Regions from separate parts of the Sus scrofa genome. Here region 1 is linked to region 2. A link is a contact called in public Hi-C data. All regions are on one chromosome and are shown on one strand. The core of a region is the stretch at or near the end of the contact, and the rest is flanking DNA. Distances in the headings are between cores, read along the strand shown. Region 1 has its middle 78 kb from the start of TNFSF10. Region 2 holds the start of TNFSF10 (tumor necrosis factor (ligand) superfamily, member 10).

Evidence for each region. A called contact is a pair of places that touch in the nucleus more often than the background predicts.
Region 1: a Hi-C map of alveolar macrophages shows a contact between it and region 2, with 3 times the contacts expected there. The contact joins the enhancer-like site here to the promoter of TNFSF10 in region 2. A contact is called at or near these places in 13 of 47 Hi-C or Micro-C datasets (alveolar macrophages, embryonic fibroblasts, heart right ventricle and 6 more) and 2 of 2 datasets of contacts at active chromatin or transcription factors (alveolar macrophages and skeletal muscle).

What each region holds. Positions count from the first base shown.
Region 1 is chr13:111,114,613-111,117,992 of Sscrofa11.1, reverse strand. No RefSeq gene overlaps it. Among named protein-coding and RNA genes, the nearest start is that of TNFSF10, 78 kb to the right of the region's middle. Within about 2 kb of position 1,467, at least 39 of the 83 cell types and tissues checked have an H3K27ac peak or open chromatin away from gene starts, as enhancers often do. A contact at or near this core is called in alveolar macrophages, liver, mesenteric adipose tissue and 4 more, where this site is marked.
Region 2 is chr13:111,036,977-111,040,468 of Sscrofa11.1, reverse strand. It overlaps TNFSF10 (tumor necrosis factor (ligand) superfamily, member 10), which reads left to right and starts at 2,217. Exons shown (of 5, transcript NM_001024696.1): 1 at 2,217-2,371. The coding sequence starts at 2,240.

The sequences.
Region 1 (3,380 bases), core at 218-2,717, 78 kb before region 2:
AAAAAAAAAAAAAAAAATCTTGACTTTTTTAATTCTTCATTTTTAATTATTTTGGAAAATGATTCCCTTTGATATTGTTGCATAGGCTAACATGAACTAAAAGATATTGTATTGTGCCATTTTACAATTTTATACAAGAAAAGATGCCTTCCTTTTCCATTTCTCCCTAACATTCTTCGGACTAAGAATTAGTACATTGTTGCAATTAATTATAAATTCTGTTAACTTTAAGATAATTATTCTTTATCATATTCTTTGAAATTTGCTCCTTTATTATAAGAGGGTTAATTCACTTTAATCCTTTGCTGCTGCCATTTATCCTTAGATGACAAGTATTTCTTGTAACTCTGGGCTCTGTGAAGAAGTTTAGAGATGCAATTTATTTATAGCATCCACACTGTCCTCACTTTGCCAATTATATAACAGGAGCACAGAGCAGACATGTGATCTGCCAGGGCCACAGTGACAGGATTTGCATCCATGTCTGTCTGACTCCAGAGTCTATTCTCTTTAGGTCAGAATTCCTCCCAGGACCTCAAAAGTGGAGGCAGAAACCCAGGGTGATTCCTTTACTTCCCAATCCTCAATCCTTTGAATGAGAAAATGATGTCTGTAGTCTTACTCTTATTAGATAGGTACTAATACTAATGCTTCATGGCTACAAGGGCAAATGGCCTCTACATACATCTCATTTGGTCCCTACCACCACCTAAGAGGTGGCAGAGAAACAGGTGAGCAGGATTCTCAGACTCAGGAGGCTGGACAGCTTGTCCTGGGACTCCCAGCTCACACAGCTGCAGTGCTATAAACAGATCACTTTATTTATTTGTTTGTTTGTTTTTACTTTTTAGGGCCACACCCATGGCACATGGGAGTTCCTAGGCTAGGGGTCAAATCGGAGCTGTAGCTGCCAGCCTAAGCCACAGCCCCAGCAACGCGGGATCTAAGCTGTGTCTGTGACCTACACCACAGCTCAGGGCAACACCAAATCCTTAACCCACTGAACAAGGCCGGGGATCAAACCCCCATCTTCATACTAGTCGGATTTGTTACTGCTAAGCCATGATGGGAACTCCCAGGAACTAACACCTTTAGACTTGGGAAAATGCAGAGCTCTTTGACTCCTGGCAGGGAAAGAGATCAGGGGAAATTAGAAGTTCATTGAGGTAATATCTCCAGTGACTACATGGCCTTCATTTGTGACATTTTCCAGGTGAACAACCATGCTGTCTCCTCCCAAGAGGGGAGCCCACAACCGCAAGGGAGGGAGGTTTGAGGTCACAGTTCTCCTCACCTTGGAGACTTAAGAAGATTCTAGCATTTGAATTCTGTTCCAGTAAGAAAACCAGCAAAAGGACCCCTCTGGGTCTCCGTCCCACCTGATGCACTATCCAGGGGTGCCAACAGAGGGCAGTTCCAACACAGATGCTGTGAAAATCAACCCCCTGAGTTGTTTTCTTTCAAGTGGCTTTGTCAGTTTTACTTTCTATTTCACGCTTCCATTCTTGGCCAGGGGAGGCTGAGACCACAGCAGCAACACACCAGGATTTATAAACCCTGTTTAGCCGCTATTTCTCATGCAACTCTAGGCTCTTCAAATCTATAAAACCTGTATTCTAATAAGCCATTATCAGTGTACACTCTCATCCCCTCTGGATACAACTGGTAATAACACAAAAAGTAACAGGGTCAAATTTGCAGGGAGGGAAAAAGTCCAAAACCCTTTGGTACTGCACAGCCTATTAGGGGAAGCACCAGTTGAAATGAAAAAAAACTACCTCAAAACTCTAAATACACATTCTGAGCTCATCTATATCTAGAGCTAGTTTTAAAAAGTTATTATTCCTTTTCCCTTCTCTATCATTTTATCAGGATTTTTCTCTACATTCAGGGAAAGATTTTTTTTTTTAGATTAATAAAGCTTTTGCTCAATTTCTTAGTCAAATATAAACATACACTCTGATCTTACCTTGGACTCAAAACTTAACCAAATACTCCACCCAGTACTTGGCAAATTCCAGATTAATTTCCTGTAAGCTCTAGCTTATTAGTTAAGTGCTGTGTTAGCTAATCAGGGGAGCAGTTTCTAGAATACTGAAACTGTTTAGCAGAAATCAAATGCCTTCATGTCCCCTGAACAGTACACTCGTTCTCTTTATCTGAGGAATAAAATGTAAAGGGAGGATACTGGTCTCATCTAAGAGAACAACAAGATAGAAGAGGCATTTCTACATCTTTAAGGATAAAATATGCAAAACATTATATATTCATTTAATATGTATGAATATATACAATATAAATAATATATATATTTTAGTATCTAGTTTTTAAACTAATAATAATTCTTTACCTCTGGAGAACTTAAAGTATAATTCTAAGCTATTTTTCTCCTGTCTACATTCTCTTTGTGGGGGAGGGAAGGCAGGAACAAGGAAGAGAAGGAGGAAGAAGTCAAAACCGAGTTTCCCTTAGAGGTCACTTGGGGAATTTTCAGAGCTTGAACAAACAAGAACACCTGCCAGTTAGACTTGGATGCTTGTAGAAGAACTTCCCAAGTCCATACACACTGGCCTTGACTGCTCTAAGTGGCTTAGAGTGAATTTGCCTGCGTTGATTTCTGCCTTTGTCTTTGCTGTGTTTGCAGTCAAGCCAGCATGATAATCACACCCTCAGGGATATGTGGGGAAAGCTTTCTCAGAGCTCTGGAATTCTGCTTCTCCTACAGCACACATCACCCATCACACACATCATGGCTCAGAACTGTGTGCCTGAGGGGCATAAAATTGCTGGACAGGAAAGAGACCAAAGCAACCTATCTCTGGCCTCTAGACCTCTGCTCATCTTTCTATATGACACCTCAAACTAGGAGTGGCAAAAGTTTTTAGGAAAGTTCTCCAGTAGAGGCCCCAGTGTTCAAGAAAATCCACTGGGATATTTTGGACTGAACTGACATTCCCTTTCATACTACTGTAGGACGGGAAGACCATGAGTTGCAGAGAGGCCTTACTAAAGGTGGATGAGAAAGTATACATTAACTCTTCCTTCATCCTACCCTAGCAAATGTAATATAAAAATAAAAATAAAAATTAGGAGTTTCTGTCATAACTCAGTGGAAACGAATCTGACTAGCATCCATGAGGACACAGGTTTGATCCCTGGCTTTGCTCCGTGGCTTAGGATCCAGCATTGTCGTGAGCTGTGGTAGGTTGCAGATACCGCTCCAGGATCCCATGTTGCTGTGGCTGTGGCTTAGGCCAGAGGGTACTGCCGTGGGTACGGCCCTAAAAAGACAAACAATAAAAATTAAAAATTAAAATTAAAATTAAATCTTCTTTTAATTTAATGCTTTGCCTGTCAAGATTTAGCTTATCCTGCTTTGT
Region 2 (3,492 bases), core at 968-3,467:
AAAGTGGCCAAAATTAACAACTTCTAGTTATAGGATAAATAGGTCCTTGTGATGTAATGTACAGCATGGTGATTATACTGAGCAATGATGTGTTGTGTATTTGAAAGTTGCTAAGAGTGTAGATCTTAAATGTTCTCTAACTATGTGTGGTATGGATGATAAGTAGACTTACTGTGGTGATCATTTTGCAATGTGTACAAATATTGAATCATGTTATATACCTAAAAGATAATGTGTTATATGTCAATTATGTCTTAATTAAAAAAAAATAAGCCTGATATTGCTGATGAGGAAAGCATAAGTTGCACACTTCCAGGAGAGGAGCTGGAAACCTAGATCTGTCTGATGTGACCACAGGCTTTTACCCACTAGGGTCTGCCACATGCAGACCTGAGACTACTAAGGTAATTAACTGGGGCCCCTACTAGGAAAGGCACCATTATATTAACTCCATGTTCTCTTCTCCAGTATTTGGTGCCAGCTATGTGGACTGAGGGTGGACAGGTGGGTTGGTCCAGCAGGCCAGGACAAAAACCACAGGCAGGGGTGCTGTTACTGCTTGTGTTTTGTTTAATGGTTATGACCTTCCCTGAATTTTGCCTGTTAAACATTTTTTTCCCTAGTCTGAGGGGAAGGAGTCTGGACTAGACAACAACAGTGACCTCACTGAGAAATGAGTTTGACTGCTGGGTCAGCCGTGAGGTGCTCTTGTCCTCCTCCTTTGTACTTCCATGAAAAATCGACTCAATACATACCTTGCTTATTCTTGATACTCTTTAGCTGCTGTTGTCTGTGTTGCATTTGTGGTATTTGGTTGCAGTGCACCACTACATACCTGACCCTAGGGATATTGCAGAAGAGGGGTGGACCAAGATTGCAAGGGCCATGCAGGGTATGTAAGGGGAGCATATGGTCAGGCCATGCAAGATGGCTGTTCTCTTGCTCTCTGTCCACCTGCTCGACCAGGCCCTGCTTCACTCATATTACTATCCAATCCTCTTAATTATAAGGCTTAATTAATATTGCCTACCTACTTGCTCCCTGCCCCAGTCCCTGGTTTCCCTGGTAACTGATGACCCAAACTGATGTCAATTCCCCCTATAAATGGTAGCCCTCTTCTGCCCCAAGTAGCAAAGTCTGCTGCCATGTCCTGCCTTCTATAGGTTATACACAGTGGGATGTCAATCCAGGACCTTCAGACGTGTGAGCGTCCCTTGTCCAATAAACCATGATGTTTCTGTCACTGTCTCTGGTCTCTTCATTTGGTCTTAAGGACAGGCAGCTGCAAGGCTTGCAGCCCAACAACTATCTAGTCAAAATAAGTAAGATGCAGGAATTCCCACCATGGCACATTGGTTTAAGAATCTTGCACTGGCACAGCTGCAGTGTAGGTTGCAGCTGTGGCTGGGATTTGATCCCTAGCCCTGGAACTTCCATATGCTGTGTGTACAGCCAAAAGAATAATATGTAAAAAAAAAAAAAATAGAGGAATAGAAGACTCTTTGTGTAGGTAGAAAATGATGGAAAGATACACACTTATAAAATCTTGTGACCTAGATAGCCCTCTAGCCTAGATAGTGAATGAATGGGCTAGTTTGTAGAAACATGGACTCGTGGACTCAATTCAGATGAACTGGTGACTTTATTGACAGTGATCACTACAAAGAAAGGCCAAAATCTTGTTTTGATTGAGTCATGGGTTGTAGTTGTGATTGTAACACTTAGTCTTTTTTTACTCTTTTAATGTCTTTTTTTACTCTTTTAATCCGGGGGGAGCTATAGGCATTTCCTAGAGCTGCCACAAAGAAGTAGCACAAACAGAAATGTGTGGTCTTATAGTTCTGAAGCCCACATGTCCAAAACCAAGGAGTCAGAAGGGCCATGCACCCCTGAAATCTGTAGTGGCATTCCTTTGCCACTTTGTGCTTTGGAACCAGCTTGTAGTGGTTTGGAGTTCCTGGGCTCGCAGTTGAATGTTTCCAGTCTCGATTTCATCCTCATGCATGTGTTCTCCCTGTTTATCTTCGTAACCTTCTCTTTTTTAAATGTTTTATAGTAGTTGATTTACAGTGTTGTGCTAATATCTGCTGTACAGCAAAGAGTCTTCATAACTTTCAGTTTCGTTTTCTTCTTTACCAGTAAACAAATACGAAAGGACTCCAAACTCCACCCACTTCAAGTCGCTCTAACCAAACCTGCTGCCTGCCTGCCTCTGCAGCAGTCAGACCCTGCCTGGACCATGGCGGTGATGCAGACTCCAGGAGGCCCCAGCCCCGGGCAGACCTGTGTGTTGATCCTGATCTTCACAGTGCTCCTGCAAGCCCTCTGTGTGGCCTTGACTTACGTGTACTTCACCAATGAACTGAAACAGGTCGGTACCATGTACACGTTCCCTGACAGAGGCTCTCAGCCACCCTCTGGATTACTGCCTCTCTGTTGGCTGCTCTGTGAAGATTTTACAAGGGAAGAGAATGCTTCCTTTCTCTGCCAGGGACTCTAACTGCTAATGCATATCATTTCTGAGGACTTTGCAAACATGAGTTGAAGTGATTGTGTGGACGGAAGGCAGTTACAGACGGCTCCACCAGTTACTAGCAGATGTTGGCAACTAACCTCCTGGGTAGCTTTTTTGTCTTCAACAGTACCTGTATGTGTATGTTATAATATTAGCAACTGCTACCACTCATTGAGTGCTTTCTGCTTAATGCTTTACAGTTGATGCAAATTCTTGGGTGAGGGGAGCTGTGTCACAACAGGGCAGTGTCTGCTTTTGCTTACTGTGATACTTCTAGGCACTAGCACATAGATCCCGTATAGCAGGTGTTCATTAAACACTTGTTGAATGAATAACCCACCTTCACAAACTTGGGGATCCTGCAAGTACATAGGGAGTAGGGTAGAGTTATAAATCACTTATATTTAATGGCCGTGTTTCAGATGTGGTTAATTCCAGTGGATTTTGAATACAAAATTACTGACTCAGCCAACTCAGTTTTTGGCATTTTGTGTATATCTTAACAAATTGTATGTTGTGGGGAACTTTGAGCTAAAAGGAACTTTGGACAACTCCATTTTATAGATGAGACTAGGAACTGCTAGAGAAATGATTTAGGCAAGCTCAGGCAGAACTTGGGAAGGAAGCAAGCTAGACTCAGGTCTTCTGACAGATAGTTGATGCTCTCCCCATGACAGCAAGTTACTGAATATAGCACCAATTTCCACAAATGATCCTCTATGCTACTCACGATTTGCAGAAAATGATTGCCATTAACTAATGTCTGGGCAGCAAAAAGGGTCAATGCTGCACACCTTGAAGTCTCTGAGCCAGCCAGCAAAGGGGTCCTTCACTGAGCTCAAGCCCTGCCAAGAACTGGCTGGTCCTAGCGTAGACAACCACAGTGTCTGTGATGGCGCCAAGGGCAGTTGAGTGGAATCCGCTTCTCAGAACTAAGGGCCTCTAGAACAGAAGAGCAGTGCAATAGCTGTCTCTGC